Regions from separate parts of the Rattus norvegicus genome. Here region 2 is linked to region 1. A link is a contact called in public Hi-C data. All regions are on one chromosome and are shown on one strand. The core of a region is the stretch at or near the end of the contact, and the rest is flanking DNA. Distances in the headings are between cores, read along the strand shown. Region 1 holds the start of Mlph (melanophilin). Region 2 holds the start of Ramp1 (receptor activity modifying protein 1).

Region 1 (5,424 bases), core at 930-3,429:
TGCTGGATATCAGCCTAGGTTCTGGGTCAGTAAAAGTTGCTGTCTCGTGGGAATATGGTGGAGAGTGATAGAAAAGTGTACATTCTTGGCCTCCTCATGCACACTCATATACACATACATGTTTGTACCACACTAGCATACATCAAAGTACACATACATATATGTACATGGGTGATGGCTGCTAGCACGACTGATTCTGGACCAGACCCTTTGGCATGTCCGTGAGAATGTCATGGAGTCAGGAAGTCTACAAAAGGCAAAAGCTCCCAAAAGTGTCAAGTTTCACTGATTGAATTTCAGTTCTGTAGAAGGTCATCCTGGCTCAGTACACACTGGCACATGTCCATCCGTAAGTCCCCCACAAGTGCCTGAGGGAAACGGGGAGTCCTTTGTGTCACACTCACAACTTTCTATAACTTTGAGATTACTTCCCCAATTTTAAAATTGCTTCCAAATTCTATATACTCTTTGACTCAAATTGAAATTCCACACTTCGTTTTTATTCTGGGGATAATTGTTCTGAGTATATTAGTGGAGGTGCAATCATATCTGTACCATATAAATCACACTCAATACACAATGTTGACATTAGTAGCTACAATGATATCTGTGGAGAAATTATCTTTACAAAAAGAATCTGTCCACCAGTAGACATCAAGCAACCATGAAGTACAAGGCCTATGTCCTCAGACAGGATGCAACAAATTTCTGCTGGCCTTAGTGAGTTTTTGTCAGAAGCTCACCATGTGACGGACTCCACGCTGGACTGTGAGGATTGAGTCCAAAACAACTGACTGCGTTGACTTTATTACTAACACAGGTGCCGGAGAGCAGTGAACCTGAGGGAGGCAGGCAGCCTGCCCAGGGTGAGGCAGCCAAAAAGTCATGCTTCTCCCAGGAACCCCAAGTCAGACAGCTGCTTAATCACACACACACAGTCACACACACACACACAGTCACATATTCAGTCATATACACACATACACATACACACAATCACATAATCAGTCATATGCACACACACAATCACATAGTCATATGCACACACACACACACACACACAATCACATACTCAGTCATGCAGGCACACAGAATCACATACTCAGTCATATGCATACACACAATCATGTACTCAGTCATATGTAAACACACATAAACACACACACAATCACATATTCAGTCATACACACACACACACACACACACACACACACACACACATCTGCAGATGACCTAATGCATGCCTTCTAAGGCTCCCTTTCCTCTTCTGCTGATGGGGAATAAATGCTACTATCACTCTGTCCTCCCTGGAGCTATTTATTACTTATGTCCCTGTCTCTATTTTGCAGATGCCAGAACTGAGTTGTAAAACTCATCCCTAAAGAGTAGAGGGCTCTCTCTGTAGCTCAGGCTGGCCTGGCTGGAACTCAATACTAGCACAGGTTGGTCTGAAAATTTCAGCAATCTTCCTGCTTCTGCCTCCCAAGCGTTGGGATTTTGTGTGTGAACTAGCACACACTTGGCTAAGTGTGCTTTTGTAACAGGGTTAAGATTCTCGTACGCTGGCGCATTGGGCGAGGTATGGTTCTTTCAACGTCCGGGCAGATCTCTGGGTGGAGAGTTATCAGACCACAGAACTTCCGAGCTTTTTTCAGTAGTGAAAGCCCTGGCCAGGCTGCTCATTTGGGGGTGGGGGATGCTTGGGAATCCATCTGAGGCCCTGGAGGACTCGCGACTGGAAACCTTGGGCTTGCAGTCTCACTGACTAGTTGGTGACTTTGGGTAGGGCGCTTTTCTGATCCTCAGTTTCTCTGTGAAGCTGTCTAAGTAATGAGTTAAAATGGGTATTCGAGGAGGTACCGCGTTCCCGGAGGGTGTGGTTTGCCAACAGGTTCCTCCTAAGGGGGACCAGAGCTCAGTGAGGGAACTGAGCGCACAAATCCGAGGTGTGTGCAGCTCTCAACCCGCTCAGGACAAGGAGGCTTTGTCCTCCACACCCACTTCAGCGCCTTTCAGGAGGGCCACCGGTGTCTGCTCCGCTCTTGGCCTGTCCAGGCACCCTGGGGTGCACGGTGAACCCGGAGCTGGGCGGGACAGGAGTAGCCCACGTGATCTGAGCCGCAAGCTGGGCAGGACTGGTGCCACAGCTGACTGGATCCCTGCACTCAGCTCTGTCTAGCTCAGTGCTCCCTGACTGGACACTGGCCTCAGTGCCTGGGGTTTCTCTCTCACGACCTAAGAGAAAGGAGCAGAGGCCAGGACTCACAGAGCCAGAGCCAGAGGCTGAGCAATCCCAGGAGAGAGGCTGGTGAGTGCACCAAAGACCTGGGACTTGCAGAGCTCCCAGGAGAGGGAATCTGGTTCCCGGGAGGGTGTAGCGACACTGAACCCCCAACTCCGGGCTTCTTCTGGATGCCTCAGTCACAGTGGGCTAAACCACTGGGGAGCTCATTTGGGGCTAAATGGTTGGTTTTAATCAAAAGCTTCCTTAGAGCTAAGAGCTGGTGCCCACTGGAGACTTGGACTGGAGCCCAGGGTGAGAGGTTATTTGTACAGAAACTTCCTCCTGGCTGCCCAGCTAGTCTTGGTGCACGAAGGAGGCACCTGCCCTCCTCCAGACCTCTGAAAGCACCAGACTTAGTGGAATCATTTTTAGTTGGACCATCGTTTCCCTGGGCCCTCCTCCTTATTATGAGAATGTGAGAAGGTGGGTGGGCTGTTGGCACCTCGGTTGTCACCCCACTGTGTCCAAGCCTGTGAGGGAGCTGAGTCTCACAGATCTAGGAAGACTCGGTTGTCTGTTATGTTTTTATGCTGGGCGGACTTCTGAGGGCTTTGAGTGATAATGAGGGTTCAAGACTCCCCTAGTTCCCAGGACATACGTCTTGGGAAAAGGGATGGGCTAAAGACCAGGGGTAGCAGGGCAGTGAGGTTGTTGCACCCCTGGGCCTGATGGCTCCCTGGCCCAGATGTTTGTCATTTGACACCCACCCATCCCCCAATTGATTACAGGGCCTTACTGAGACACACCAAACAGCTTTCCTGGCCAGGAGCATCACACCCCACGCCCCACCCCCACATCACCACCACCACCACCACCATTCCCAAGTCTCCAAGGTGTCACTTCTTAGAATCAAATCAGCACCAGGCAGGATGGGGGATCAGTGTCCCATCTCCAAGGTCGGTACCCACTGAGAACCCGGACCCAGCACACGCACGAGAAACTGGCTTTCCTGAAGCACTAGTGACCCTGAAAAGCTGCTGAGAGAGGTGAGGTCAGGAAGGGGCAAAGAGGATCCCAAAGCCTACAGGCTTGTGATAATTTTCCCTCCCCTCAGAGTTGATGCAGGACGGCCATGTGTCCTGGCCGTACAGTTAAAGCAGCTTTTAGGGGCTCACTGTCTTGTTCTTTTCAAAAGCGACTTTTGAAAGAAGACACACACATCCCTGACATGTATATACACTGCCCCCTACCACCGTGGTGCCTCTTAAGTCTAAGATGCCAGCATCATACTGGGTTAGAGATGACCGGAGACCTTTGTCGATAAAGATTGGCTTATCTGCTTCTAGTGCCACCCGTCCCAGAACCTGGCACATCCATGGCTGTGAGTAAACAGACTGGGGAACAACTCAGCATATGCCAGCTGACAGTGGCAGGATTACCCATGGGCCCCGACCTCTCACAGTAGAGACAGGGACACAGAGATCTTGAGAGCAGGAGGGACCTGTCTGGATCCAAGCTGCCTAGGCTCGAACTGGTTTGGAAGCCCAGCTGCAGACTCTGTAGCTGCCCTTGGTTCAGGTCTTGCCGTGGCCTGGAGTAGAAGCTCGGCATGTAGATCAGAACCGATAGCCATGGATAAGTGTGGCTCCCCCAGAACCAATGAGAATCAAGCTGGAAGTGCTGCCAGGCAGCCTGACTTGTAGAAGCCTTTCGTGGTGGCACCTGGCACTTCTGTGGGGGGTGGGGGGGTGCTTCTGAGTGGCGGTATGCTCATCCCTCTCCTAGAGTCTGGAGGCCCCAGTACCCCCTTGGTGTAAGACACACACACACACACACACACACACACACACACACACACACACACCCAGAAGCTCTGGAGACAGCTCCAAAGGAGTCATAGCTGGCACCCCTGTTAACACCTTTATCAGCAGGACCTGCCTGCCCGAGTCGGCTGCCATCGATGAGTTGTTTCCCGGTTTGTTTGCTCACGGTCACAGATGCACCTGGTTCTGGGATAGGTGGCCCCAGAAGCAGATAAACCAGGTCTTTATCTACAAGTTTCCCTCCAGCGAGGCCAAAGTGATCATTCAAGCCTTTAATACATAAAGGCAGCACTCGCTTGAAACCCTGCAGCCAGGTCTGGGTGGTTCCCTCTTAGCTCTCCTCTCTCCTTCCTGCTGGCCACTCATTCCGATGCCTCCCCGCTCCCCATGGTAATCATTAAGTAATGGGGACAGCTGGCACCTCAGCGGTTTGAAACAGGATTAAAGCTAAGCAGTGGAGCAAAGAGAACTTGAGAGTGCTTGGGGGCTCAGGAAGCTCGTGACTGGGTTATCAGCACAGACAAGGAACAGCCAGAGCCTGGAGGCATCACCCTGCCCAACAAGTACCCATCCCCCCTGCATGGCCAGACTCGGGGCAGCCCTGAGCCTTCCAGCGGTCTGGCACATGCCCTGCCCTTTGCACTTACAACTGTGTTATAAGTACAGACGTACAAGAGCAGAGCCATTGGTGAGGAGCAAGTAAGGGATGACCTAGGAGCACTGGCTTGGTGGGAGCTGCAGACCATGCCCGGACAAGGGGCTACCCTTTCAAACCCACTTCAACTGAGCACACCCTATGCTGGACTGAGCTGGGCAGTGAAGCCATCAGCGTGTCCTCAAAATGCCACTGAGCATTATTCTTCATCTGTAGAATGACAAAATATTCATGAGGGTGCCTTGATGAAGCCTGTTAGTTTGTAGACGAACCTCAAAAGCTAATAATTTAAAAACTTAATAAATTTTTAAAAATTTTAAAAATAAATTTTAAAAATTATTAGTCAAGTCAAACTCTGAGGATAAGACAAGAGGTGGTTTCTCCTTTGGCTTTTCCTTTACACTGAAGATTTAAGCGCCCATGGACTTCGATTTCTACTTCAGGGGGCGAGAGGGTGAGAGCCCTCAGCTGAGGGTCACGCTGCTTGTCTGCTCCAAGAATAGCGCTTGAGTGACCCGTAAGACACTTGCTCTAAAACGATGAGAATTCGGGATGAATGAGCCCCAGTCACCCACCAAATAAGAACGTCTTGTTCTGTTCTTTAGAAGCCAGACACCACGTGTCCTGAGGGGACAGCCCAGAGAGTGCACTTGTCCTGTGATACTTTCTTGCCCACCCCCGAGGCACCCTCTGAGTGCATTCCTCAAAATCTGTGCCAGAGG
Region 2 (5,424 bases), core at 1,446-3,945, 260 kb after region 1:
GAGCAGACTTTTCTCATATTCAGCTCCATGGTTGTGTTTGTCTTCATTTTTAGGTCACTGAGATGTTAACTCTGGCTATATTTCCATATCTCCCATATGCCAGCCGATTGCCTCCTGTCTCCCAGCTCATCTCAGTCGGTCCTTGTTCTCTGCCAAGCTTTTACCTGCTGTAGGGTGGGCTGGACCGTGAACAGCCAGGGCTTGCGATTGCTTCCTTTCACCGGGTTCCTTTGCAGCTCTTGAGCTGTCCCCAGTGGTGCTGAGGACATCATCTTCTGTCCAATGGACAGTCCACTCCTGGAGGGATTTTTGTGTGCTTTTCCCTTGGGTGCATTTGAGGGAGTAAAGGTCTAAGCTCCTCGAAAGCTGGAGTATTTCAGTTTTAGCAAGAGCTCCCTTGAGGGACTTGGCAAACTGACGCTTAAAGCTGAGTGTTCCCAAGGTGCCTTCTGTCGGTCCTTATCTAACAGCTGTGCTTCTGAACTGCTGGCCCACAGTGACAGTGGCCAGTCTGGCCTCCTGCTGTCCAGTGGAGACTGGCAAACTAAAGAGGATTGATGCTGTCGCAGCTGAGCGTGAAGGTGCTCCCTGCTGGTAAGGTTACCGCTGTGACTGGTGTTAGACAATTGCACCTTACTACACTCTCCTAATCGGCCTTTTATCTGGGTTTGAAGCCTGTGGGTGTCTTTCACTCTCTTCCTCCGGGACTACAGTGGGATAGCTTAGGCCCCTCAAAGTGGGGTCTTTATAGTTCTGTGTGGCTGTGGTGGTTACATGGAGCTGTATGCTGCACGGTCTCACTTCTTGCTGTCCCCCTCCCTCAGGTTGCACTGGGGCATCATTGTCGGGTTTGTTTCCCTGATGCCAGAGGCAGTCCTCATCCGTCTCAGCTGCTCCGTGCATGGTTTCCCACTATGGTGGTAGGAAACAGGGCTGTTCCAGACTGTGTGCGCTCTGGTGCTGCTGTTCACCTCAGGTAGTGACTGTCCTTACATAGAGCCTGAAGCCTGCTCTCTGCCTCTCTCAGATGTGTTCCTGAGGCATTCTCTTTTCTGTTTCTTAGATTGGACATCTGGACTCTGGCTTCTCTCGTCCTGCTAAGGTCTGGAAACTTAGTAGGCAGCCCCAGGCTGCTCTGGTTTCCTATTCTCAGAGCTCCTTGCACTGTCTCCTGAGGCAGTTGCTGAGGTATGGATACTTTTCAGTGTACAATTGGGAACTGTATCCACTGATGGTGTGGTACTGATCTGTAGACTGTCTGACTTCTACCTTAATGCCTCTCTCCCTCTGACAGCCTTTTTTTTTTTTTTCGGAGCTGGGGACCGAACCCAGGGCCTTGCGCTTGCTAGGCAAGCGCTTTACCACTGAGCTAAATCCCCAACCCCCCTCTGACAGCCTTTTAACCCAGTGTGGGTACATGGACCTCCCTGCCGGAGGGGATCCAATGTTGCTGTTGAAGTGAGTAAATCTCATAGACCGAAGAGGCCATAGGGCAGCCTCACCAGGGCCAGGTGTCAACGAGCTGCATCCTTTCTGTGTGAATGGGGAGAACCTCATGGCCTAGATTCTCAGCTGCAGACATGAAAGGAAGATCCGAACAAGGCGGGGCTCCACTGTTTTCAGCCATGACTTGCCCTTACTCCCATGTCTGTCAGTGAAAGGAGGCTGGCTTCCTAGTAAGTCTTCACAGGGTTCGAAACTAAGGGTTAGCCCAACCAAAAGAATGTGTTCCCTTTCCCATGTCCCCTTGACTTCAGGACATTTGGAGTCCCCAGGACATAGGTATAGATCCCAAACGTCTGCTTGGCCTGTGTTCGGGATGAATACTGGTTGCCGTTAAGGGTCCTGAGTGTTTGGCCAGAAGGTGGCAGCAGTCTCCAGCCTTGTTCCCTTTCCTCAGGAATGCTGCTCACCCAGCAGTTTCGTAAGTAAACTGGCCCAGCCTGAGTGAAGCTTCTGCCATCGTATGGGGCCGGTGATCGTCTGCCCAAATGCTGTGTGCAGAGGGCAGACCTGCTCAGTTAGTCGGAGCTGCTGCATCCACGACTCTCTAGGTCAGACCTAGCCGGTACTTTGGGCATCTGCCCCAGGTTTCCCATATTGCCGGTGTTACGTAGCCTTTTTTGCTTATATTAACACACCCAAGACCCCCTTACCACTACTGATCCATTCTATGAACAGTCGTGCCAGTAGCCAACCCCAGCGGAAGTCTCACCTTTTTACCTAGCAATTCCTTTTGTCCCTAAGTTCGGTATCCATGCACTCTGCTGCTCTACCCTAGCTGTGTCACCACCTGCTGACAAGCGCACCTTTGTCCCTCCAAGGAGCCTTGTTCCCACTGGTCATCATTCCTGAGGCTCCACTTCTTGTCCTACAGATGTTGGCAGGGCTGGTTTTTGTCCCCACCACCCAGCACCCCACGGGCACAGAAGACGGGACCATGGGCTGTTTGCAGAGCAGACCCCAGGATAGCTGCCGAACAGAGTTAGGTGCTGGGTTGGGGGACCTGGAGACCCTCCAAGGCCTTTTGGCCCTGCAGACATTCCAGAAGGCTCCCCTCTAGTCCCAGCTGCGCTCCAGCCTCAGGTGCCGCCCGCCGGCTTCCGCCCTCGACAGCCGCGGGCGTGGGAGCCGCAGTGGGCCGGGCGCGGTCTCTCCCTAGCTCCCGCCCCCGGCGCGTCTCCAGCGGGCGCAGAGCTCGGCAAGGCGCAGGGACGGCGGGGCTCTGCTTGCCATGGCCCCCGGCCTGCGGGGCCTCCCGCGGCGCGGCCTCTGGCTGCTGCTGGGTGAGTAGCCCGGGCTGCAGCGAAGGTGGTGACCTAGGGCCGGGAGGGCAACACCTGAACGCACCTTACTCAGGGCATGGGTTCCGGCAGGACAGCAGAGTGGTGATAGAGGGGGCTGCACCACCTTCCGCTGCCACGGAGACAAGGTGGCTTGGGCGCATCACCCAGCTGGCCATCCGAAGGCATCAGCAACTTTTGATCATACAACGGGCATCTTGCTTGTCAGGAGGGATGGGGAAGCCGGGATCCCCTGCCTGCACTTCAGTTCTCCAAACCGATACAAGCTCTCTGAGCCAGAGGCAGTTTACAGATGTGCAGTCTTCAACCAGAGCCACAGCTTAGGGATCTCGACACTAACTACAACTGGAAACCTACAGCAGTTGCTTTTCGAGACCGTTATTATCACGGGGATTTTGTGGTTGGCTTGTTAACTTGGCACTTGTTGCTAATAAATATCAGAGGTGGCAGACTTGCTGGGTTTTTGCCTTAGATTGATCAGAAACTGTAGCCCAGAGTGACCAACAAGAACAACCCAACCCATCTCAGTTCCCTTGTCTGTAATGCGCTCAAAATTCGGTCAGGACCCTGGACTGCCATACCTGTTGGACAAAACGGCAGGCACACAGCTACATCTTCACGAAAGCAAACAAAGAGTCGGTCCAGTGTCCCTGGAAAGGCCTGTGGCTTAATGGTTCTTGTGGTCTTTCCCCAAACCCATGGTGTTGGTCAGAGGCACCCACTACACAGGCTCTAGTGCTGGTGAAGGTTGGCCCCTGGTGCTGTTTATAGCTAAGGCAGCAGCTTGGGGCAGTGTAGCGAGTCCGCGGTGACTGGGCAGGAACAGCACTGGAGACCTTCCATTTGCCGGGCAGATCTCCCCTGTGTGTAGTCCTTGCCGAGGAGTGCCAGGTCTGCATTTTAAAAAATCTGTTTCTGTGTAATAGAATCAGAAGGTGGATCTTGACCCTTATATGTGTTGGCTAAACTCGCATGAAAATCAAAACCTTATAATAATGTTGATGTCTTTCTTTGGCTATGTTCAGATCCTTTTGGCGTGATGTGGGATTTTAGCTTCAGTTTCCTAAGAGATGAACATTTCTAAATTAGCAACAGAGGGAGCAGGTTGGGCCTTTTCTTTCTTTCTTCCTTCCTTTCTTTCTTTCTTTCTTTTTTTTTCTTTTTTTCTTTTTTTTTTAGAATAAGCAAATAAATTAAGGTTCTTTACTAGTGCACCAGAGTCTGTATCTTGGAAGGCTTGTGTAAATAGAACATTATGTTTGACCACATGTAAGGACCGCCTGTGTTTACCAAGAAAAGGGCTCTGCTCACAGTCCAATGTCCTGTGCTCCTGACGTAGCCCTGAGCGGCCTGGCTGATGTTATGTCTTGGGAGAACAAACACAACTTTATGAGGTTATCGGTGAATTAATGACTTGGGAGCCCAGCTGCGATGAGCGGAATCACTGAGCTCTCACTGTTCTTCATGAGCCCTGCTCCTGGCCAGATCTCCTTGGTGATAGACTTTGATATCTCTTATGGCTGTGTGGAAGGGTTTCTGTTTTTCCTTAAAGTATGCTAATCTGCAGGACTAAGATCTTGATCTGGGACAGTTTTGTAAACAAGCTGCTTCTTCTCTTAGTCAACCTGCTGGCTTTATTAATAGTTATCAAAATCCCAGCAGACCTGTCTCTTTCTTTTCCCTCTGACTCTCCTCTGTGTGCTGTTGTGTTTATAAAGCATCTCCTGAGAGACCACGTGCAGTTTAAAAAACATTCATGCATAACCATCAAAAGGCTTTGCAGCAGTCAGAAAAGATGAGCTCTGGATACTAGGCAGGCCAGCTTGGACAACTTGCAAGCTCCTGTTTTTGCAAACTTGGGCATGCAGTGGATCAGCTCCTGGATCTTCTGTACTGGAATGCATGCTTTCCTTGTCTGTCATGCTGGGGACCTGGAAAGGGGGGTCCGAGAGTCCAGACTATTTGTTGAACTATATAGTGAAACGGACATCCCAGGAAGTCGGCGTGTGGCTGTGTTGCTGTTTTTATCTGGACGTGGTTCTTGTCTGGAGTCCCAGATCCAAGGACTCCAGCTTGCTAATTGAATCACTGTTTACTTGCTATCGATGTGAGCTTGGAGACAGGGAGGGATTCTTTGGTGTTTGTCTTACTTCCCTGCACGCATGCTGGGACTGTGTTCAGATTGTCAGTCCATCCTGGGACTGCCGACCATGCTGGATTGCAGTAACTTAGGGAAACATTTTAGATGCAATCCTTACATGGGGTAAATAACTCATTGGAAAAGTCTCCTGTGGCTTCCCCACACTTACCACTAAACGAACCAATTTGATAGTTTCTGTACGAACCCAAGCTGGCATCTGGTAGTGTGTGACAGGGGCGCCACATGTGGTATGAATCCCACTGAGCCAGGGAGTGGCTCCCTAAAGGCTCGCCCTGCCACACCCCTCCCTTGAGCCCGCAGCCCCTCCTTTCTGAGATTCCATGTGCCCTGCTAAGCTGTACCCTCACTGGAGCTTTGGCCTAAGCCTGGCCCCGGAATGCTCACAGGCTGCACAGTCAGTTTTCTGCAGGAGCCCTGGAAAAGGTGGGTCCGTGACCTGAGTGCCAGTTGCCCGTGTGC

The links. Hi-C and Micro-C count contacts between places; a contact is called where the count stands out from the background.
Region 2: a contact with region 1 is called in a Hi-C map of liver, with 3 times the contacts expected there. The contact joins the promoter of Ramp1 here to the promoter of Mlph in region 1. A contact is called at or near these places in 4 of 12 Hi-C or Micro-C datasets (the A7r5 cell line, frontal cortex, liver and 1 more).

The regions. Positions count from the first base shown.
Region 1 is chr9:98,952,998-98,958,421 of GRCr8, forward strand. It overlaps Mlph (melanophilin), which reads left to right and starts at 2,180. Exons shown (of 16, transcript NM_001012135.1): 1 at 2,180-2,308.
Region 2 is chr9:99,210,421-99,215,844 of GRCr8, forward strand. Ramp1 (receptor activity modifying protein 1) reads left to right here and starts at 2,696. Exons shown (of 3, transcript NM_031645.1): 1 at 2,696-2,786. The coding sequence starts at 2,735.